Linked DNA regions of Gossypium hirsutum: all the other regions are linked to region 4. The links are chromatin contacts, called in public Hi-C maps. All regions are on one chromosome and are shown on one strand. Each heading gives the region's core, a stretch centred on a gene start, on an enhancer-like site or on the middle of the called end of the contact. The rest is flanking DNA. Distances are from core to core; before and after follow the strand shown.

What was found. A called contact is a pair of places that touch in the nucleus more often than the background predicts.
Region 1: a Hi-C map of leaf shows a contact between it and region 4, with 1.8 times the contacts expected there. The contact joins the promoter of LOC107938012 here to the promoter of LOC107937897 in region 4. A contact is called at or near these places in 2 of 34 Hi-C or Micro-C datasets (callus and leaf).
Region 2: a Hi-C map of leaf shows a contact between it and region 4, with 2.8 times the contacts expected there. The contact joins the enhancer-like site here to the promoter of LOC107937897 in region 4. A contact is called at or near these places in 2 of 34 Hi-C or Micro-C datasets (both in leaf).
Region 3: a Hi-C map of leaf shows a contact between it and region 4, with 2.6 times the contacts expected there. The contact joins the promoter of LOC107931817 here to the promoter of LOC107937897 in region 4. A contact is called at or near these places in 4 of 34 Hi-C or Micro-C datasets (all in leaf).

The regions. Positions count from the first base shown.
Region 1 is chrA12:3,220,409-3,223,171 of Gossypium_hirsutum_v2.1, forward strand. LOC107938012 (thioredoxin M3, chloroplastic) reads right to left here and starts at 1,431. Exons shown (of 2, transcript XM_016871039.2): 1 at 1,104-1,431. The coding sequence starts at 1,293. LOC107938005 (methylcrotonoyl-CoA carboxylase beta chain, mitochondrial) reads right to left here. Exons shown (of 10, transcript XM_016871028.2): 9 at 2,458-2,514; 10 at 1,945-2,344. The coding sequence ends at 2,141.
Region 2 is chrA12:3,573,919-3,576,618 of Gossypium_hirsutum_v2.1, forward strand. It overlaps the pseudogene LOC107931856. Among protein-coding and RNA genes, the nearest start is that of LOC107931867, 20 kb to the left of the region's middle. Within about 2 kb of position 1,298, at least 1 of the 9 cell types and tissues checked has an H3K27ac peak or open chromatin away from gene starts, as enhancers often do. A contact at or near this core is called in leaf, where this site is marked.
Region 3 is chrA12:3,642,810-3,645,509 of Gossypium_hirsutum_v2.1, forward strand. It overlaps LOC107931817, which reads right to left and starts at 1,446. Exons shown (of 4, transcript XM_016863775.2): 1 at 1,073-1,446; 2 at 1-90. The coding sequence starts at 1,183. It overlaps LOC107931811 (methylesterase 3), which reads right to left. Exons shown (of 3, transcript XM_016863751.2): 3 at 2,682-2,700.
Region 4 is chrA12:3,444,609-3,447,308 of Gossypium_hirsutum_v2.1, forward strand. LOC107937897 (polyadenylate-binding protein RBP47B) reads left to right here and starts at 1,364. Exons shown (of 6, transcript XM_016870901.2): 1 at 1,364-2,096. The coding sequence starts at 1,728.

The DNA.
Region 1 (2,763 bases), core at 181-2,680, 220 kb before region 4:
GCTTCTAAAAGTTTAGAAAATAAATTAGTATAATATCTCAACTGATTCAACCACTATGATCTATGACAAAACATTGATCACCCTTAATATCTAATTATAAGGTTACAAGGAGAACTGACCATCTCACCTTTTCCAAAATTCTCTCTTCTATGTGGTGTATTATTTCAAACTTAAAAACATAGCAGGATGTTGGACATCGCAATGATAATTTTTTTAACTGGTAGATCGTATCCATTTTAGCAAAGGAATCACCTCTGGAAACTTCAAAGAGCTCGCATATAGTTTATCTTCACAGCATGTGAAAAAATTACCCTCGGGTCTAATCTACCAGGATACAGAGCAACAAATCTTCACGGAATTGGTTCGGACTTTGGATCTACACATAGCTGTGTTGCATACAATCAGTATATTTGTAGATCCAGTATCAGATTCATCCAGCTAAAGTCATAAAGAGACAAAAAAAATTCCAAATACCCACCTACTAATTACTATGAAATTAATCCGAAAATTCCCTCATATTATGGAGCTATTTTTTACTCTTTCTTTTTCCTCCGTGAATGTCTTGTTCATGGAGCTGTTCAGGGAAGGAAATTAATGATCGAGCTTTTTTGTGAAAAGCTTTAGGAAAGTATCAGTGAAAGGCCTTTGTTTGCTGTTATAAATTCCGCCAACTTTACACATCTTTAATTAGCATCTTATTTCCAAATAAAAAACACCAAACATAGGGAAAAGTGAGTGATCTACGATGCTCACAGTTGTAAATCAAGGCTTCATTGAAGGTTGAAAACCAACATTTTAACACTTGATTGAAATCACCAAATCTTCTAAGTCAAACAATTTCCTAGTTTTGTGGCTAGTAATTACAACTGGGATCAAGTGAATATTTGAACAAAGACGCACTCTGATTGCATTAAGCTAGATTTGTAACATTTTGCCTCTAGTGTTTTCTTTCTTCAAGTTTCTGGGCAACCAATAATCAAGCATCACGGGATACGCCACCATTCAACAAAAATGGAATAATATATCCAGTAGTATGGTAAGTGGTAGAATCAGATCAAAGAAATACCCACCAATTCAAAAAGTAGAGAGGAGAAAGAGAATACCTTTGGGTGCACGAGCAGAAAGGACCTTAGGAGAGAGAGGAGGGGCATTACGAAGCTTGAAGGACCCATTTTTCAAAGGAAAGAAGAAGGTTGAAGAGTTGAGGTTAAAGGGGAAGTGAGAAGAAATGGGGCGGGGAGGAAGGCTGCTGGAAGCAAAATAAGACGGAGTAATCGAAGCAGAAGAAGCCATTACTGAAGTAAGAAAGAAAGAGGAATCTGTTTGGTTCGGTTTGGTTCAGGCAGAATTGCTTACTGTTTTTTTTCCGTATCAGCAGGCGCTCACCATAAAACAAAGGAAATGAATTGAATTGACAACAAGAGATGCTGAGATTACTAAATAAATATCACGTTTTCTTTCTGTTCTGTTGATTTTTCGATCTCAGACAAAAAAAAAAGGTGGGCCCCTATTAAGTCTGGTTTGTTAGGTGGCTCTGAGGATGGGCATGGGCCCAATAAGCCCCTTTCCCTAATTGGATTCAGCCACTCCCAATCACAACAACTCCACATGCACTCACTCAGTCTCACACTTTGAGATTAAATGAAACTCCTAATCTATTATGGTTCCATTCACTAGTGGAGCTGAATTCGACTACCTTAATGTTGGCATGAACCAACCGATTACTTGGTTAATCCTGGATTAAGCTTATGGAAACCGCTTGTCCTTGACCAAAAGGCCTCAAGGTGTGAGTATCCGAAGATTTGAGTTTTTAGAACGATCATAAAATAAACATGACGATGCCAGCGTGTTTCCGGTGGCTAATATTTGAATAACAAGGTGGCACATTGCAAAGAAAACCTGAACCTAGTGAGCTAATACGGGCTTATGGTACCACAAGCATCATGAATATAAACTTGACATGTTGACCTCAATCAAAGACACCGAAACCTTACAACAGGACTTTTACATTTGAAACAAGGAATTATTGATCATGACATGCATTGCATTATTATACAGATTTTTTATTGCATAGTCTTCCTGTTTCCCATATTTTCTTTTCAGGTTAGAAGAGTACGGATTGACAAGTTAATGATTCCATTTACATTCGGAAAACACCATATTTGGTATCTTCTAATGGGCGATTCATGGAAGCAGAGATGCAAAGCCCCACAATTTTCCTGGTATCAGCAGGATCTATAATACCATCATCCCAGAGCCTAGCTGTTGAGTAGTACGGATTCCCCTCTCTCTCATATGCCTCCATAACCTTAGCCTTGAACTTCTCTTCTTCCTCACTTGTCCACTATAGTACCAAAATGTGCAAGCACAGAGAAATAAGCATACGAATATAAGCACTTTGCGATGCAATAGAAGAAAAACAAACATTCACTCTTCAATAAGAAACTAAAAGCTTACCTGAATTCCTTGCCTTTTCTTGTTGGCCCCTTCAATTTGAGACAGCACTCCAGCAGCCTAATTGTTTCCGGAATAGTTCAGTAATCAGCCAAAACTCCAAAAGTTCCAAGTAAACAAAACTGACAAGATAGTCAACAGATGTCTGCATAACTATTAAAATGTCTGGCTACCTAAAGCAGAATGGAGGATGGACGATTGTGGAGTTTATAATAATTTCAATGCAGCACATCAATTCATGTTTCAGTAGATAACGACAAACAATCCCACTTATTTAGAAGGCAAGTAAGCTGCAAGCATGATGAAATT
Region 2 (2,700 bases), core at 48-2,547, 130 kb after region 4:
GTGTTTGGATGGACCCGATGACCGCTCGGAAGAAAGTCCTGCTTTGTACATGTTCGGAATTCGAACGGAATCGGTGGATGTAGTCTTAGGGTTTCGCACAACGCTGCATGAAGATATGTTAGTTTACTCAACTCGTCGTAGTTGGATGGTATTTGCAAGCCCCCCTCTACTTGTTTCATTGATAAGTGTCTCTTTATTTCATCTCTGATCTTGTTTTCAACCATGGGTGCCTTGGAGATGAGATAGAAGAACCAAGTGAGAGTTAAACTGTAAGTATCATCACTGGCAAACAAAAATGTACAAGGTTGTCTCTTATAAGACTGTGTTTTGGTGTTGGGCCTGTTATCTCATGTCCTGTCAGGTAACAGTTCAAGAAATTGAAATCATTCTCTTCATTTGAGCCTGAGGATGCCACTGATTTCTTGGATTTGTGGCGTTGGGTCGATATAAATTGTGTTAAAAGATCATCGAAAGCCTTCCAAGCATCACTCCGTTTCTTCTCTTTCCCAATCTGAAGCCAACTCTGCAACTTCCAAAGACTGTCAGGCATTACATATCTGTAAAAAGCTGCCTCCAAAGTATCACTCATGGCTTTGTGGAATCGATTCTCAGGGAATTCAATGGAGAGCAGCCCAGGGTTGAAGCCCACGCCCGTTATGCAACCAATGTCAAACGCATGCCTTACCAACAAATCTTGCAAGTTCACCACCATCTCTCGTCCAGAAACATATTCAAGAACTTTAACAAGCGCTTCCTCTATACGTTGATGGAGAACCTTTGAAAGTGATTGCCGGAACTGAGGGTGATTCAAGAAAGCATGGAAAACTCTGCGGTGACGTTTCCATGCCTCACCGTCGGAATTGAAAAGTGCTTCGCCGAAGATATCAAACTGCTTCAGCCATTCAGGACCTTTCAAATAAACAGAACTGTTGGAGCTCAATATATAACGCACATTCTCAGGATCCGAGGTGGCTAAGAAGCTAGTATTAGTAAACCAAAGTCCTGTATAAAAGAAGGTGCCATTGCTTCGTCTGAGGATTTGGGCAACTTTGTCGTGAGGGCGATGGATGTTGAGAAGTAACATGGGAATCATCCCAACAAGTGGCCAGTTTCGAGGGAGGCCATTGTTGTCTATGAAACGATAGAGAAAACAAAGAAAAATTATTCCAAAAACCATAAATCCAAGATATACAAACAGTACTGCCATCATGTTCTTAGAAAGAGTTTAAGTTGCTTAGGACATATACTCAGTCACCTGTCGGGACACTATATATAGATTTGGCATTTAGCCTTTGTCTTCTTCTCTACAAGTCACAATCAGAACAGCTTATATTGACTTCGAAATGAGAAATTCCCATTTATATCATATTGTCAAAGTAGCCATGATATTACTTACCCAAAATGGTATATATTATGAATATCAATATCATGCTTTTATGAAACACGGAAATATTTACTAGGGAAGAACATACCAATGTGGGAAACCATAAAGTTCAACGAAAATTTTAATTAAAAAATTTCAGTTAAAATGAAAAAATACGTAAGATTTATATATAATTCGTTTTCAATATAATTTTAGATAATTATTTTATATAAATACAATATCTCATAAAGTGTTATAATTTTGAGATTAAAATCACTCCAATTAAAAAATTTTTGTATCACCCTTGACCTAACTTGGGACTTTCGACAAGATCAAAAGCGTTACATTCAATCATCGAGGTGATCTTGTAAGAACATTCTTTTTACTTGAGTTGATTTATGTGAAAATCATTTTCTTTTTGTTTTTAGGAAAAACATTCATTAATTTAAATCAGCTTTACTTATCAATTCAATTACAATATTGTTGAGGTGTAATTTTGAAAAAAAATTAGATTTTAAAGAGTTTTTATCAAAACATTTAAGTATTTATAAAGCAACATAAAATATTTAAAAGTAATGATTTTCTAAATCGAAAAGCATGCAAATATAAAATTTTTTTACCAGATATCATGCTTTAAAATAAATAAGTTAAACAATTTCAAACCTCCATTATAAAAGCAAAAAAATACTTAATAATTTCAATCCCAAAATTAAATAATTAAAGATAGCTTTAATAAAATCTTTTACTATAACGATAACGGAAAATGAGTTACTAGTTTGAGCCTCTCCTATGCCATTCTGAGTTTTAATTTTCTGTGCTACCTGAGAGGTAAGAAAAAGGGGGAATGAGCTTACAACAGCTCAACGTGAGACTAATCTTAAACCATTATATATAATCATACAAACAGTAAAGTATTTAATTTATAGCGTAAATAATAATTTAAGCATAATATAAGGAACAAATATTAAATCAATGTATATGCAGAATATATTTATGATGTAATGTGTCGAAACCATTTTTTAAAGGGTTGTTTGAAAAATGAGGATCGACTTTTGAAAAACGAAAACGGTAGTCGCCACCAACCTTTTTAGGTGTGATTGGATCACCTTATAAAACGTTTTGGTCTACGAAAATTAAGAAAATAGGTTCGGGAGTCGGTTACGTACGAGGAAGGATTAACACCCTCGCAACGCCCAAAATTGGTACCAAATTGAATAGTTTTCTGTCTTAATGTAAAAAATTTGAAAGGATTTAAAAATAGGATTCCTTTTTTAAAATCAGAATTATTTAAGTTGAAAAAATCGAGATTCCTTAGCTCCGAAAGAATACAAACATCA
Region 3 (2,700 bases), core at 196-2,695, 200 kb after region 4:
AGAACAGATACTTGGCTTAGTATTCAGAATCACTTGGTTTTGTTTCATGCTCAAACCACATTTGTGTGCTTCAAGATACTGAGTTGAATCCTGATACAACAAAGTAAGCACATAAAAAAGTATGATAAATAATCTTGTCTTTAAAGTAAAGTGAAAATAAGCAAAAGTAAATTAGTAAGCAACCATTGAACTTTAACAAAAAAACATCATTATTCCATGTGTCAAAATTAAATTGATAAAGTTGAATCCAGCATGAAGATTATTGGCCAAAGATAATCTTGTCCAGGAGAGATAGGATACAAGAATTAAAGCAGACATTCAAATGGGCAGTTTATTTTTAAAAGAACAGTACCTGCTTCTTACTATAGATTGTAGAACCAAAATTTTAAGCAAAGTCACCAAACAAATCCAGTAAAAAGAAATTCATATACCAATAAGTAATCATACCTCAAAGCAGAAACAAAAACATAGCACTATCACAAGGAAAATTTAAAGTGATAGGCGAAACAATTCAAGAACTGGAATACTTCTGTTATTTGAACAAAATAAAACATGTGCAAATGCAATAAACATATAACTTCCCATGCTCCTTTTGACAAACAAAGAACCCTAAAACAACCTATCAATTTAAAAGCTGTTAGCATCCGGTACCTTCATACTTTACAATGAACATAGTTAGGTAAGACACAACTCGCCCGGCCAAAGCTCAATACAAGCGGAATAACTTGAAGCACTAGCTAGAGCCATAGCTATTTTGGCAAGTATTACGACTAGTCGATATACAAAGTAATATGGGAATAAAGCTAGCTAGTTGAGCGAATGAACGTGAAGCAGCTGTAGAATATTGGATACAAGAAGACGCGTGATTTCACAAGTAAATGATGATGCATTCAATAAGATTATGCAATTCAAGAACCATTTCTAATATCTAATTTTACCCTAGACTGAGAAAGACACAGGACAAAAGCTCACAAAAAAAAAGGTCAACCCAATTAAAAGCAGGTATAAAACCCAATACTCAGTATGGAATTAATTGGTAACCAACCCAAAAGGAGAAAGAGAAAAGCTTTACCTTGAGCTTATGAAGAAAAGGGGAATGAATTTTTAGATAGGTTTTAGGGAAGCCATGGAAATGGGTAGAAGCAGATAACAAGTGAGAAGAACATGCAGCGATTGTTGCCATTTTCGATAATCACAAAGACCCTTTCTAGAGATTAATGAGTAAATGTTTTGCAGAGGGGAAATTTTTTTATGAAGGGCACAAAATCGCCATTGTTGCAGATATAGTGGGAGAATGGGTGTGGGAGGGATAAGATTGTATCTTTTGATAGTTGGGGCTTTGGGACTCTTCTCTTTACTTGGAGCTTATAGAGGAGAAAGAAACGTTCGTGTAGATGGAGGGTTTATAGGTAGAGCCAGGCTATGCTACTAGCGTGACTATTTTACGCATGGGTGAATCTATCTTTGAACGGTTTATGATATGCAAGTTCAAAAGCTGTGTTACTCAAAGCGGAACTGTATTCTATTTTATTTAATATATAATTATTTTAATTTTTTATTATGTAAATATTAAAAATATGAGTAAACTATACTTTAAAATAAGGTTTGTTTGGTCTTTCTAAATTTTTTCTCAATTTGATTATTCTAATTTAAATAATTATCCGAATCAATAATTATCGCTAAAAATTATGTTAATTCACTAACAAATTGCTGACATAACACATGAGCTCATAGGGTGATTGACAGGTGAATTTTTTTTTTTACAAAGTTAAGGACCTCTATAATTAACCCAAAATACTTTTTTTTTTTACTTTTGATTTCTATAATATGCTACAAGTCCTTCTACTATTTGAATAATTGAAATTTAGTTTCTATATTTTTACTTCTAAGGAATTTAGTCTCTCTACTTTTCATATTTCCAAATTTAGATCCAACTACTAATGTTGTTAAATTTTTTTATTAAATTTGTTGGTGTGGCATTTTGAAATTAAAGAAAAATAGAGTGAACAAAGTATGGCAAACAGTATTTTAAAGTGATCGTGGGTGTAGTTTACCCATTTTATATTTAAAATGATGAAAATAATTTAAAAGTTGTTGAAAATTATTGTTTTTTTTAATATTTACGAAAAAAAGTTAAAATTTTGTCAAATAATATTTAAAAATCATAAAACAAAACTCATTTTATCAAAATAAATTTAAAAATTCAAAACAAAAAAATAATATGAAAAAATCGAAAATCAAACCGAGTTAAACCGGATTATAATGAAAAGTTTAAGAAATTCAAAAGAAACTCGATCGAACCGAACTAATATCACCCTTGCGACTTTGAATGGGACATGATTTAAGTTTTTAAAAAAATATTTTTATAAAATAATAGTAGTATTTTAGGGGAACTTATATATTGATGTTGCTTTTTAAAAAAAAAATTAAAGATAACATTGAAAATTAATTACAAACCTATGTTGGTTTGCAATCCCACTAAATCACTTGTTGAATAAGTGATTAATTAAAAAGATGTGTTCATTCAAGAACCTAAATCGGCTACTACTAGTTAACTTATTAATCACGTCACAGTGTACGAATGTCGAGTAAAGAATTAGTAAAAAATATTATAAATTAAAGTGACTTGACTGCAAATGTGAAAGGTCAGTTGTACTATTTTAAATGTTACAATAGAACAGTTTAAGTATTTTATTGATT
Region 4 (2,700 bases), core at 114-2,613:
GGGTTAGTTGGTTTGAGAGTCAAAAGACTCGAATTTTTGAACATCCTTTCGGGAGTTCTTTGAATCGTTTTTATTTTTATTTTTATTTTTGCGCTTTAATCTTCTGTTTCAACGTCTAATCTCAAGTTATATAAATCTATTGCTGTACTCTGATGCATAGTCTATGGTGGGGGTTAATGCACTATTTATCCTTAAAGTTGCACTTAATTATCACTTTGGTACCTTAAGATTTTTTATATCAATTTCTAACCATGTATCAATATTTATACCTAGTTCTATTTTCATAATTCATACAATGCTAATAAGAAGATACCATTTACCTACTTATTTAAGTTAAGGTTCCATTATTGTGAGTGACGTCATGCCATGTGTAAGTCACGCATCTAACATACCAACTTTCGGCCTACTATCATGAGAGCACAAATTTTCAATATACCAAAATACACAAGTCATTTATGTTATAAGTGAATGAATCTATAAATATATTTAAGATAAATTCAATTTGAGTCCAATATAATGTATTATCAATTCAAACAATCACATTTATGTTTCTATTTTTTAGAGCAAATCTGTTACGATAAGCAAGACAAGTTAATACCCCAATTGGACTTATACACGGCATAATAGTCCCCTATTATTTTAATTATTTGCTTAATCTGATTTTACGGACTATGGGTAATTCAGACGACATATGAGTTGTCTTTTTACATTATAATCCATTCATATAATGCAACTTATTATTAATTAAACCTTAGGTGATCAAGGAGCTTATATTTACTTATATATTTTGCTGTTAATGCTAAAATCATTCAAGACAAACATATAACGATCAATTAAATGAGCATGTGGTAATTTTATTATTTTAATCAATTTAAAAATTACTACATTAAGGGTACTATTTCAAACAGTATTTCTTATTTCTTATGATCGTATACATATGATTATTTGAAATTATTTAAAACAAAAAAAAAATTGTAGGATATTATTGCAATGATGATGTGATATGTATGTAACTAACATATTATATGGAAAGAAGTATGTGCATTAAATCACATACAACACTTATAACTCACATTTGTAATTTAAATTAATTACTATAATAGAAATAAAATAATCTATTAATTCAATTATTTGATCAACGTATCGAATTAAAAAACCTTTTATAAATTGATGATGATGAACTTACCAAAGTTACACATAAAATAAATTCATCAAATAAAAGATGTTAAAAATAGAAATAAAAAACATTAAAAATGGGTTTGTCATATTGAAATTACAATGATTAAAAAAAAAAAAAAGGTTGGAAAGTTCCTAAATTCTAATTCTACAAGTTGCAACAAAGCAGCTAAATTAGTGATGCATTATCTGTAAATCTAAAACATGACCTACTAGGGGAATGGCGGTTGGAGGCCAGGTCAGCATGGTAAGATATCCCCACACGACCATCAGGTGGGTCCCTGTCTAAAACTCACGGGCCGGCAACAAACAAAACACGTAAACAACCACCATCGCTGTACCCGAGGCCGAGGCCCTTCCTTCTCGCTATTTACCCCTTCAACTCAGATCCACCGCCACCCTTTATAACCTTACATTCCCTTCTACAGCACCCCCCCTCTCTCTCTGCTTTTCTTTCTCTCGTTTGGCCATTAAGGGGAGAGAAAGAGAGAGAGGAAGGAAAGAAGAACACCCAGAGCCTCAGATCAGCTTGTTTATCTACATTATCAAAGATGCAGTCAAGTTCAACCAACGCTCCTGATCTCAACTCAAAACAACAACAACAACCGCCAGCGCAACAAACCAGACAACAACAACAACAACATCCACAATGGGTGCCTAACCAGTGGATGGGAGCCATGCAATACCCGGCGGCTGCTATGGTCATGATGCAGCAGCAGATGATGATGTACCCTCACCATCATTATATGGCTTACAATAATCATCATTACCATTATCAACAATACCAACAGCAGCAGCAGCATCAACAAAAACAGCAACAAGGGTGTAATTCGGATGAGGTTAAAACGATCTGGGTTGGTGACCTTGTTCATTGGATGGACGAAACTTATCTCCACGGTTGCTTCTCTCATACTGGCGAGGTAAAAGTAAATACAATAGTGTGGTTATAGCATGAAATTGATAGATGCATGTCTTGTCATGAATCTTATACTAGATTTTTTTTTGTTTTATGTTTTGAGGAATCTGTTGGTTTTAGTACTTTGCTGCCTTTTTTGGTTGTGGAGTTTAAGGAGAAGTTAAGGTTTGAGGTTTTTTGCTAATATAAGGAATGCTAAGTTTGTGGTTTCTGTTTTTAATGTAATTACAGTAATTTATTTAGAAAATAATCTGCGTTTATGGCTTAAAACTTTTTGCCCAGAACATTAAAGCTGATTAATTTAAAGACAGGGATTGTTTTTAATTGAAGCTGAACAGATGAATAGACTATATAGTTGATTGCCATTATAAAATAAAATGGATAATTGCCAAAAGACAATTTAAGCTGTGTTGTAGCTGCCTGGATGATTAGCTTTTGGTTAAAAGCAGTTTACATCTTGTTTCGTAAACATGGAAATTTAATTATAAGAAAAAAGTCCTCTTATTTCACATCCAAAGCTTTGCTGCTGATGCTTTCAAGAAAAAGAACAAGCTTTGCAGCAGTAGCAATCTTAGGTTGTTATAAAACTAGACATGTAATGACTTTTT